Regions from separate parts of the Mus musculus genome. Here region 1 is linked to region 2. A link is a contact called in public HiChIP or PLAC-seq data. All regions are on one chromosome and are shown on one strand. Each heading gives the region's core, a stretch centred on a gene start, on an enhancer-like site or on the middle of the called end of the contact. The rest is flanking DNA. Distances are from core to core; before and after follow the strand shown. Region 1 overlaps Mkln1os (muskelin 1, intracellular mediator containing kelch motifs, opposite strand). Region 2 overlaps Lncpint (long non-protein coding RNA, Trp53 induced transcript).

What was found. HiChIP or PLAC-seq counts read pairs in DNA pulled down with a chosen protein or histone mark.
Region 1: an H3K27ac HiChIP or PLAC-seq map of trophoblast stem cells shows a contact between it and region 2, with 19 read pairs. The contact joins two enhancer-like sites. A contact is called at or near these places in 1 of 39 promoter capture datasets (embryonic stem cells), 12 of 484 Hi-C or Micro-C datasets (the 63-12 cell line, B cells, the HL-1 cell line and 5 more), 9 of 115 datasets of contacts at active chromatin or transcription factors (CD8 T cells, bone marrow-derived macrophages, differentiating embryonic stem cells and 5 more) and 1 of 9 other capture datasets (embryonic stem cells).

What each region holds. Positions count from the first base shown.
Region 1 is chr6:31,369,527-31,375,900 of GRCm38.p6, forward strand. All of the region lies in intron 2 of Mkln1os (muskelin 1, intracellular mediator containing kelch motifs, opposite strand), which reads right to left. It overlaps LOC115490343 (a long non-coding RNA gene), which reads left to right. Exons shown (of 2, transcript XR_003956274.1): 1 at 1-2,968; 2 at 5,156-6,374. Among named protein-coding and RNA genes, the nearest start is that of Mkln1os, 26 kb to the right of the region's middle. Within about 2 kb of position 3,340, at least 42 of the 459 cell types and tissues checked have an H3K27ac peak or open chromatin away from gene starts, as enhancers often do. A contact at or near this core is called in trophoblast stem cells, where this site is marked.
Region 2 is chr6:31,195,697-31,201,657 of GRCm38.p6, forward strand. The region is part of intron 1 of Lncpint (long non-protein coding RNA, Trp53 induced transcript); the gene reads right to left. Among named protein-coding and RNA genes, the nearest start is that of Lncpint, 20 kb to the right of the region's middle. Within about 2 kb of position 2,470, at least 19 of the 459 cell types and tissues checked have an H3K27ac peak or open chromatin away from gene starts, as enhancers often do. A contact at or near this core is called in trophoblast stem cells, where this site is marked.

The sequences.
Region 1 (6,374 bases), core at 2,090-4,589, 170 kb after region 2:
GACACCCTGAGTTCCATGTCCCAGACCCACACAGTGAGAGAAGACTTCCTCATGTTGTCCTCTAATCACCACACCTGTGCTAAGGCCCACATCCGCTACATGAATACATGTAATTATTAGGAAATAAACATCTACCTGGGGCTCTCATAGATTCTAATAGCATAGCTTAAGAGGAAAATTGGAAACAGGTTTCAGATGTTTGATGGGTGGAGATCCTCTCTCCCCCACATGTGTGTATGTACAACAGCCTAACGCATTGACACGTGGGTGTTAGTTAACTGTATGTCACTGTGACTACATGCCTGACAGTGTCCGTTTAAGGGAGGGGAGATTTACGCTGGTTCATGGTTTCAGGCACTATGGCCCGTTATGGAAGGGAGACCGTGGCATTGCTGTTGGTTGGGCTTTGGCAGATTATTCACATTCTGGCTGGCCAGGAAGCAGAGAGCTTAATAGGAAAGGGGGCTGGGTTTTAACCTTCAAAACTCCACCCTCAAAGACTCACCTCTGCCAGTTATAGCTCCTGCCACACAGTTTGACAATCTTCCAAAACAGCGCCACCAGCTGGCACCAAGTGCTAGCACATGAACCATGAGAGAGTTCATACTGAACTGCCTACAGACACATCTATGTTGGCTGTGCTTAGATCATCAAGAAAGGTCTGCAAACCTTGCAGATACATATTTTTGTTTGGTTGGGGTTTTGTTTGTTTTGTTGTTGGTTTTGTTTTGTTTTTGAGACAAGGTGATATAGAAATTGCAATCCTCCTGCCTCAGCCATTCAAGAGCTAGAATTATGGACCACCACACCCACCCAGCACTGGAGATGCATTTGAAAGACAGCAGGATGTGATTTGCCAGTCCATAGGGTGGAACTTAAAGCCCTACCTTTGCCAGTTACACTGACAGGAGGTGGTTGGTCCCTTTCTCGATGCTTAGGACAGGGTACCCTTTAGAGCCGCCTGGCAGCCTGCTGGGCGGTGTCACTGTGTGGCTTTTTCAAAGCCCAGAGGAATCTGAGACGCAAGTGAGAGGAACGATGCGTGAAAACAAAAGGCAGTGGAAAGAGTGACCAGCCAGCAGGCTCCGGCAGGCTAGAACGCTCTGTCCTTGTTATTGCTGCTTCATGAAAATGCCGCGGGCCTTCTGGCAGGGTCTACAAGGTAGAAGCTTCCTGGGAAAACAAAGACCAGGGATGCGGACCTGGAGGTTGGGGTTCTAGTTTCCCACTTCCCTATGGATGCTCCACAGAGAGGTCAGAGACCCCAGCGCCCCCTGTGTCTGCTGACCTTTCTTCTGTCCTGGCTGCTTTCCCGAGAGGTTTTTCCCTCCCACTCACAAGCAGCGAGCTCTGGTCTCAGAGGCCTAGCAGGACTCAACTGGAAGAGAGGCTGGGTGGTGCCTGCTGTCGGTAGAGAGATCTAAAGGTCAGCAGAGGGGAAGCAGCCGGGCCCTCCATCCTGGCCAAGGCGCGTTTGTCACAAAGCAATGACTCTGCTTGAGATGTCCTCATTCCCCCTGTTTCCTTCTGAGCTCGGAAGGACTGGCTACTGCCACACTAAGGCAGCCTCTCTTCAATCTTCAAGAAACCAGGAAAGGGAAGAGCCCGAGTTTCTACTCCTTGGAAGAATTCTGGATTCACCAGAAGTCATCCTTCACATTCCCTCTTCAGAGTCTCCTTTCTTTGATCTATAAAATACCAGATTGCAAAGAAGGGACTTAGTCCACATTCTCCTTTTGTCTTAAAAAGTGGCTGTGAGGACAGCGGTAAAAATAGACCTTTGCGGATACAATAGGACTGAGTAGGGTGTGGTTCGCTGGCAGCTGCACAAGCCCTTGTTTCTTTTGGTCTTGGAATGTTCCAGACTTTGCCTCTGCCTGGTGAAATCCTAAAACACTAGCTTCAAAGTGGCTCCTTGGGAGTGAGACTCCTGTCTCTAGAGTCAGCCATTCCCTTCTTTCTGATCCCCTAGCACTTCACTCTTACAAAAGGCATACATTGGAGCTGTGGAGGGGGGGTCTCAGGAAGACCCCCCTCCTTTCTCTAGACCCTCTCTCTCCTCTCTCTGTCTGTCTGTCTGTCTCTCTGTCTCTCTCTTTCTCTCTCTCCCTCCCTCCTTTTCAGTACTACATGGTGGAAAGGGATTGAGGAAGACCCCCGACATCCTTCTGCATACATATACATATACACACAAATGTATACACACACATGCACACAAGCATATATAACATCATATTTTGTTATAATTGCTTATTTGGGATTATGCCTTATTGCTTTTCCTCAGCATCTATAGACTGTATTTTAGCATCATAGTTCCTTAATAGGTGTTTATCATATGAGTCAAGGTTTCTTGGCACTTGTATTTCTGTCTCAAGTGTTTATTTTGTCTGTTTGACTGCGTGCTTGCTGATTTTTTTTTCAGTGCTGTGGACAGGTATTCCTGTCCACACTCAGGAATTCAAACACACTAAACAAGTAGTCTACCATTGCATACCCCCTCTATCCCTGCCTCTGTTTCTCAATTAGCCCTGGCCTCTTCTTCCTTAGGGTGAAATGCTGGCCGTTTCAGTTCAATGTAGAATACAGGGTTTGCTAAAATGAAATGTAATTTCTTTCCTAAGGAATTGTTCTAGTAGGAATGTGTTTCAGATAGATCACTTCTGCTACAGGTACAGGAACTGTTTTCAGGAAACATTGCCACCATTACCTCCGAGAGGCAAGTTAGTGGTTGTTATTTTCCATTTACAGATGGGCAATTGGAAGTTTTCCTTTTCATTTACCAATCACTCTGCTTAAAGAAGTATGTGAGGAGTGTTGAGGGTTCCCAAGGTGTGAGAGACGGCTCTGAAGAAGGTTATCCTCCTCTCTGAAAGAAAAGACATTTGCACATGAAGGCAGCTGTGATTTGGGAGCCGTGATGTGAGGTGTGTGAATGGTCCCAGCAGAACTTCCAAATGGAATATAAAAGGTAGGTCAAAGAGTGTCCAGCCAGCAGGAGTGTGGCCATCACTGTGCCGTTTGAGGTGGATAGATTCTGTGCTGTTTGGTGTCCATTTGGCCTCTGTTGGTTTCTTGTGACTGCTGTAACAAATTAGCACAAACTGGCTGACTTAAAACAACAGAATTTTATTTTTCTTCCAGTTCTAGAGGCCACCAGTCTAAAATGAAGGTTTGGGCAGGGTCAAAGTCTCTTGAGGCTTGGAGGGGGCAGGGATAATCGGTCTCCTGTTTCTTCCAGTTAGTGATAGCCTCAGGCTTTCTTTGGTTCCTGGCCACTCCAGTCTAATCTGTTTCTGTGGTCACATGGACTCCTCCAACGTTGTAAACCTCCCCCTGCTACTCCCTGTAGGAATGTGTGTGACTGAACTAAGGTCCCACCCAGATTGTGGGCTAAGCCTCCCCTCTCATGACCCTCAACTGAAATCACGACTTTTGCCATGGAATGCAGTAAGTACCATTGGGTTCTGGAATCAGGCTGTGCACATTTACTAGGGGACAGGGAAGACTATATTCTTCTCTGCCCTGGGCTGTAGTTGATAATCTGTTACCCCCATGCTATGTCACCTGGCTTCCTTTGTCCTCTGGCTAACCCTTGGGCTTTCGAATGGGAGACATTAGTAAATCTCAGAGAGGAGGAGGAAGAGGCAGTGAGGCTCCCGTCTTTAGCAGGGTGCTCTCATGATCACTAGCAGTGATAGCCATGTTCTGCCATACTTCCTGTTCTTTCTGGGACTCTGTTCCCTTTTCTCTTCATCCCTGGCTTCTACTAACACGATTCTGCTAGTGCCTAGCACCCTAACTACCCATAACTCTGCCTATGCCCTGTAGATATGTCCTAACCACCTGATTTTCAAAGCCTCAGTTGATTATGACTTCAGGTTCCTGCCATGATCTGGGCTGATAAAAATCTCAAGAGGCAATGCCATTGTTTCAACAGAGCTAAACTCAGGGGACCACAAGCTATGCTGAAACAGCATGAAGTGCTGTTTCTATATCCTGCTGGTGTCTTGCTGTCATGACTCTTACCTCTGCTGGCCTTGCTCCATGGTGCTTCTTATTTTATTTTATATTTTATTTCATTCTTCCACCCATGCCATCTGCTGCCGCCCTGGTGTCTGCCACCGTTGACCGTGGCTGTCATCTTCCATGTGCCATTTATTTATTTATTTATTTATTTATTTATTTATTTATTTGGTTTTTCGAGGGTTTCTCTGTATAGTCCTGGCTGTGCTGGAACTCACTCTGTAGACCAGGCTGACCTTGAACTCAGAAATTCGCCTGCCTCTGCCTCCCAAGTGCTGGGATTAAAGGCGTGTGCCACCATTCCCGGCCTTCCATGTGCCATTTAGTTCAGTGCTGATGCCCTCTAGTTTTATTTCACACCCTGTCCCTTAAAGGGGCCCAGCTGGGTCAACAGTTATTGTCCCAGCATCATCAAAGAGTAGATTTAGAAGGATGAGAAGTTACTAAAGGTTTTTAAACATGGGGAGCAAGATAAAATCCATCTTAGGACTACTTACAGCCGGGCGTGGTGGCGCACGCCTTTAATCCCAGCACTCGGGAGGCAGAGACAGGCAGATTTCTGAGTTTGAGGCCAGCCTGGTCTACATAGTGAGTTCCAGGACAGCCAGGGCTACACAGAGAAACCCTGTCTCCAAAAAAAACCAGGACTACTTACTTGATGGCAGGAGTCAGTGTGGAAACAAAGAGAAAAGTTAAAAAACAATTATAATAGTCCGAGTGAGAATGTGGGGGTCCAAACCTGGCAAAGGGAAGGCTCCTGTGAGACACTCAGGAAATGAGGCATGCAGGAGCAAGCCAGTTATGAGTTCCCAGCTCTGAATTCCTTTTAGCACCAAGGTCTCATTCAATAGTTTTACTTTGTTTTCAAACAAACTTCACATTTTAAGGGAAATATGCAAATACCGCTCGGCGTGCTGATACTGACAGCATGATTTTTAAGATTTATTTTTATCTTTGTGTGTATGTATATATGTATGACATCATTATCAGCTATTATCTCTTGGAACACACTCAAGCGAATCCAAGAAGCGGTGGTCCTATGAAGAGAAATTGAACTTGAATATTTTATTTAGTTTATGTTTTCTAGAAAAACAGAACCCAAACTGAGACATTAAGCCAATGTTTTATTTAGGAGATGAGATCCTGGGGCAGCGGCGAGTTGAGAGGAAAAGGGAAGCAGAAGAAGACAAGGTCTGCCAGAGAGACAGACGGTATGCCTGCACAAGGGGCTTTGCACAATAGTACCTTGCTACAGGATGAAGCCATGCCTCAGATAAGGTCTTGGGAGGAGGAATGACAAGGAATTCACCTTCTCGGGGCCTTCCCCTTTCCTGTTTCCCAGTGGTCCACGTTCACTCCATTAGAAATCACTTTTCTCACATGCTGGGTCATGTCACCTGTTCCCACTGTTAGCTTCCTCACCAGCTACAACCAACTCGCTGTAGCACAGCCTTTAACCTTGGTTGAAGAGTACAGAGAAGCTAGAAACTTGCATCGGTACCTGTTGGGCCTGGTTGCTCCGTGGTAGAGGGGCAGGCGCAGGGGTAGGGTGGGGAAGCAGCTCTGGGTTGTAGGGCTATCTGGGCTACAAACAGAGGGAGTCACAGGCAGTCATGGTGAGACAGGATGGGCAACTGAGAATTTGGGAGACACTAGGAATAGACTCGGGGAGAGATGGATGGGGTAGAAAATGCCGTTGCATCTCCACAAGCACTAGAGCCTCAGAACCGGAACCACCCAGGGAAAACAGTCCTTTGAAAGCTGCAGGAGCAATAACAATTTATATCCCATATCTGATGAATCCTACACAGCGTTGACTAGTGAGGTAGGAACATGGGTTCTGGAGCCAGGCAGACTTATGCTTGTAAGTCACCCCGTGTGTGCAGTGGGCAGTTTCCTCATCTTCTCTGAGCCTCAGTTCCCCTGCCCTTTCTATGTGGATGATCAAAATAGTCAGTTCATGTTGTAGAGTTTACATGATGCTCAGTATACAGTAGATGCTAAGTAAACCCCAGATTCCATGTCCCTTTATCTTATTCTGAGATGACTGTATAACATCACCGATATTCCTTCTCCAGCCAAACTCTCCTGTGCTGCTCCTAAGTGCCTACTGAATAGCATGAGGTCTTCTAGCTTGAGTCTCTCTATTATTTTCAAGACAAGAACCTCCCTCCGGGCCCTGTGATTATGGAGTGCCACTAAAACGGGTGGCTTCCTTCAGGGGACACATTAGGCCCTAAGAAAGCAGCATGTTAACCCATCCCCATTGGTAAATCGTAGGTAGGACATACATGAAACAGCCTGTGTGTTCTTTTAACCTTTACCCTTTCAAAGTAGAAAGGTTCTTGGAT
Region 2 (5,961 bases), core at 1,220-3,719:
CCCCGCCATGCCTTGGTTACAGCGAAGTAATCAGTCCACTTCCTCTCCTGCCTCTCTTCTTTCTAAATCGCCATAGCTGTTCCAAGCAGTCACCATCGTTTCAAGTCCTCTAGCCAAGCTACAGGGTTCCTTTACATTTAAAACTTCCAACAGTTCCCAAGGCCAACAGGGCATCAGCAGTCTTTGCAGGGCCCTCTCCAGCCCCATCCCCCACCACTTTTCCACCACCAGCCTCGAGCCCTTTCTTAAGTCCTCATACCTCTACAGGGTGCCACATGGTGCCTTGGAAACGCTTCCCTGGTCTTCCCCAAGGTGAGGAGCAGCGACTTCTCGGAAGGACTGCAGACAGTCCTCAGACAGCCCAGACCACGCAGGCAAGTGGACTGCAGACTCCCTGACCAGCCTGGGCTTGAGATCCAGTGTTTACCACACTACACTACACTGCATCGGGTTTCTAGTTCCCGACCCATCCCTGACACGTCCGCAGCAGAACACCTCAGATAAGCAGCTCTGTGTCACTCAACTTCAGTAAGCCCCCAAGATACCTCCCATCATGCATAGTCCACCTCTCAGCCACAGATAGGCAGCCCTCAGCACCACTGCTGATGGCGGTGTGCAGTCAGCAGAAGGGCAGAGCAAGCACGCACTTGGTCACTATTCAATGGACGGCTGCTCAAATGAGCCTGACTTATTACCCCTTTGCAAGTGAAAGGTCAGGAACGTATGTCCTAGAAGCCTGGTGATCGAGAAGTTCCCAGAACATTCTGGAATCAGAGGAGCTTGGAGGATGACAGTACTTCCTGAGTTTGTGGGAAAAATGGGAACGGAGTAAGTGACCTAACAAGTTTCTAGATCTGTTGTTGTCCACAAAAGAATGTACAGAAAAAAAGAAGAGAGCAAGATGGGTAAGAACCAGGAAAAGGGAGGGAAAAAAAAAAAAAACCAAACCAGCGCCAAGTACAATGTTTTGTAAAAGCCAGGATGCTGTTAATCTCTGTAGCTCTTGACACAGAATGAAAATGTAGTGATCTCCCGAGATGCTCTCTTTCCATTCTTTTATTTCTTTAAGGAAAACTAAGAACCACCTGTAGTTTGGAGTCCATGCAGGTTTGCAGCCTGCAGCCCTTTCCGCACACCTTGTGCCTGTACCATCTGGGTTACACACAGCACATGTCCTGGTCCTAGGTCTCCGGTGTCTCCTCTCACACTCCTGGTCTTTCAATCTCTGTCCGTGCTCACCCCCTGCACATTCTGCAGGACCAGGCTGCGTCCTGTGAGGCTGCCCCACTGATTGAAAGATGACACTAACCATAATCATATTTTTTTGTACTAAAAGGAACTTATCAACAATAGTTGCTTTATCGCAACATAAGCTATCAAGACTGCTCTGTAAAAAAAAAATCTGTAATTTGGCACTAAGTAATTTTTGCCACTTTGATTTAGTTTCTGTATTTATCAGACCTAAGCATTTTTCTTTAAAGAAGAACTGGAAAGCAATCACTATATCACGTGGTGAAGAAAATTTAGGGGGGCCTTGACGTTTAACCTATAAAAAGTCCCTGATTCATTTAACCTTAAATCTTTATTGAAATCTGAGAACATGCTATGTCCCACTGGGAGACTTACGAACTATTTTCCTAATGTGAAAACTGATTATGCATCATACAGATATATAATGGAAGGGTATCAAGTATGATCTCAATTAACCATTTTAATCGTATTTGTTATATATAAATTCCAAGTTTAGTTAACAAGAACAGTAAGAGAATCACACTTAATGTAGGTGATAAAAAGAAGGGAATTTCACAATCTCTTAGACAGGCATTAAAAAGCAAGACTGGCAGGGAGGGGGAGAGGAGCAGGGGCTGCCGAGAGGGTAGAGGAGTCTGCCTCAAAGCCTGAGAATGATCTGACCCACTCAGGAGGAGGAGAGAACCAACTGTCACAGGTTGTCCTGACCTCCACATGTGTGCTGTGGTGGACATACTGGTTGATGCACACACATAACAGATGCACTTCAAGGACATCTTGAAGCAGTACTTGGAGGGGGAAAAAGCTAAGAAGGTAAACAGATTTCACTTACAGTTAAGAGACTCCCGAAAGTGAGGCAAGGACCCTCCTGTAGAGGGCGCCATCCCTGGGATGCACGGGGGTTCTAAAAGGAATCCAGAAGATATGTCAACATCAAAGGAAGGAATTTCTAGAATGCCAGCCACCCTTCCTCCCAATCTTGAGCATTTAAAAAGCCATCAATGTACATGTTATAATCCAAGTTCCAAAACTGTTTTATTCCACTTAAAAACTGCTGTCTCCATTGCAGTCTTGCAGGCAAACACAGCCCTCTTTAAACCCCAACACCTGAGGGCTCTGGAACATTCCAGAGTCTCTCCTTCCTGCCAGGAACACAGCAGGTTCTCCCTTCCCCGCCATGCTGCAGATCTGGCTCCCTCCTCTAGTCCTGCTCCAAACCACAGCACAGGCACAGGCCCTGGCCTGCCAGGCTGTTTTTCTCCCTAACAGTGTAACTATCACTGCTGGGCCTCTCTTGTGAGAGGTTTCAATCTGGGTCCTGGCTGTGCATTTTGGACTCCTTAGGGCTTTGCCCACTGAATGCTTAGAACCAAAGCAGTTTCATTTTCCCTCAGAGTTTGCTCTTCTTCCCAGTTCTGACATGCCTCGTTTCTCTCTCTCCTTCATCACTTGCTCTTCACTCTGCTGCCTCCGCTGTCCCACCCGCTCTACCTCCCCCGTCAGTGCCCTCAACTAACTCTATCCCCACTGGCGGGCTTGATGACAGCACAGGGCAGATCTCACTTCAATCTATATTCAACACTACAGCCGGCTTCATCTTCCGTGGATACCACAGGGGGGTGAGTGGGAGAGAAGCTCATTTTTCCCTTTTGAAAATGTTAGCATCCCTCCTTGTCAGAACAGACAGGACAGTGTGTAGGTCTCACAATCTGTTCCCAGATTCTTCGACATTCCCCTTGAAAACATGAAAGTTAGTTCCCCTGCTCTTGAATGTGGGTTGAACTTACAGCTTGTTTCTAGAGAATAGAATGTGGAGAGACAGGTGATGAACGGCTTCCAAAGGGAAAGTCAAAAGGCACTGACTGAGGCACCTGTCTTGGTCCCCTGGATTACTTGATCTGGGGGTGAAGTGGCCAGGTCTTATGGACACTCTACTCTGTGGAGAGACTCACAGGGAGAACTGAGGTCTCCAGGAGTCACCAGCACCAGGAAGTACACCACTTTGGAAGAGGACTGGAACCTAATATTATGACTTCAATATAAGACGAGACCCCAGTCCTGAACCCCAACCCCAGACACAGGTAGACACACCCAGTTTTTACTGTTGACTCCAATCTCTGGATTTGAGGGTGAGTTGTAGCTTGCCAGCAGGAGATCAAACCTCAAGTGTTTCTTTGGGCCTCACCTCAGTCATCCATCACCTGCTGTCCTTTCCTTATCTTTGCATACAGATCCCATTTTAGTCTAGGCCATTACTGTCGCTGGCAAAGTAAGCTCAACCCGTGCCATTAGCACACCAAACCAGTGGTGCACCACACCACTTTCAGCACTTTCTTTTGGGGAGGAGGATATTAAAACAAGGTCTCACTACGCAGTCCTTGGCTGACCTAGAACTTGCTGTTCAGTCCATGCTGGTCCCAAATTCACTGAGATCCACCTGCTCCTGTCCCTTGAATACTAGGATTGAAGTCCCTAGACCCAGTGACTCACTCTTCTGGGCTCAATTCAAGGTCTACATTCATGGAAACTTTACTTACTTTCTAATGTATGTAAATATGGTTTCCAAGACTGTGTTGTAGCTACTCAAGGCAAACACTGTGACTTCTGCCACTTTGTTATTTGTAGTACTCTGGTAACTGAACCCGCACACTAGACAGGCACTGAATGACTAAGCTGCATCCCCAGCCACTTCTACCTTATATAATCCATGTTCATGAACACAAAAAACTTTTAGAGCAGGAGCATCTTTCATGTTTTTTTTTTTCCTTTAAAATTTTTGGAGAGGGCTCGAGAGATGGCTCAGTGGTAAAGAGCACTGACTGCTCTTCCAGGGGTCCCGAATTCAATTCCCAGCAACCACATGGTGACTCGCAACCATTTGTAATAGGATCCATGCCACCTTCTGGATTTGTCTGAAGACAGCTACAGTGTATTCATAGAAAATAAATAAGTAAACCTTTTTTTAAAAAGTTTGGAGATCTGGTAATAATGTACATATGCAATAAAGTTTGCATGACTATCAAATGGTTTGAGAGGATAACTTGGCAGCATTTATTACCTCCAAAATCCAGATGGTTTATGAATAAGGAATTCTAATTCTAGCTGCTTAGAAGAGGAAAAAATTAAAAGTAACAAGCATACATCAACAGAGGCAAAGTTAAATTAAATTAGGACACGGCAGACTACTCTGGATCCATTTTACAAGATAAAATAGGTCAACATGTACTGACCTGCTCAACAGAATATTAAGTGGAAAAAATGCAAGTTTCATAATAAGAAATGTGTAAAACCCATCAGAGGAAGACTTTACAAACATCTCAAAGGAGGAACAAATGAAAACTCAACCAAATAAGAGCTCTTGTATTTTCTGATATAGAACAAGCTAATGTCACTAAAATGCCAGCTCACTGTAATTAAATTCATAAAATTAATGTAAGTTCCAAAATATACTAAGTTTTTAAGTGGATGATTGATAAGAGGATTTCATATTGAAAAATGAATGAATAGAATAGCCAGGGAAACTCTCAGGTACTAGAGGGGACGATGGTATGTTCTTCTAGGTGATATATTCTAACATAAAGCCTACATAATGGACAGATCAGATAGAAAGACCAAGGAATCCACACAACAAAGTAAAGAGCAGGCTCAAGGAGACATGCAGCTTTGTGCAAACTAAAGGAAACACGTGAAAAAGCACTTGACAATAAACGATGCTAAAGTGACTGGAGAGCCATTTCGAGAGTCATGAACTTAGATCTGTACCTCAGACCACTCACAAGAATAAGCTGTACAAGTCCTGGAGGAGGACTGGCTTGTTCTCTCACACTGCTGTGGAGCAGGCGAACTAGGACTCAGTCAGAAATAAGAAAGACTCATCAGTTTGACTACAGATATTTTTCAAAACTTGAGAAGGTAGTGTGGTGACTCACAGCTGTCATCCCAGTACTTGGAAGGCTGAAGCAGGAGGATTGCCAGAAGCCGAGGGCAGTCTGAGCTCCACATCGAGTTCCAGCCTAGCCAGGGCTAGACTGAGACCCAGTTTCAAAAGCAAACCAAAAAAAGCCCATCCATCAAAACAAAACAAAAACAAAAAACTTAAGTATAGTCAAAACCAAAACCAAAAAATTGTAAATACTACTTATAAATAAGTAATAAAAATCTAAGAAAGGTTATCCCATGAGCTTGTTTTTATTTGAAAAATGGAGGAAAAACCGACAGACAAGACAGACACAGAGAGAAAAGCCGGCCTTAACAACGGTGTCAACCTTCTCAGGGGTGGCATTATGCCTCCAGTGTGATACAGTGAGGATATAATGTCTGAAGGGTGACACATCCACAAAAGCACAAACCCTGACTATCATAGGAGCAAACATCAAACAAACCAAATGGAAGCACCTTCTCCATAGTGATTGGCTAGTATTCTTCAAACATGGCAACGGCAGCAAGCACACAGGGATAGGCAGGTAAGGCAGAGGATGAAGCTGCAGGAGAGGTGTCTAGCCCAAAGGATGTTTTCAAAAACATTTGAAAACAATGAGTTTAACTAGAGTTACTTTACTCTGGGGATCATGTTTACCTCAGAGACACAGGATGCCAAACAAAAAGCCCAACGATGAGGTGTGGGACACCTGCCCTCAAATTTGTGGTGGGAGATATTCTGGAAATCCCCAAAACAGTACAGACTATTATCACTGTTCTTCTCGATTGCCT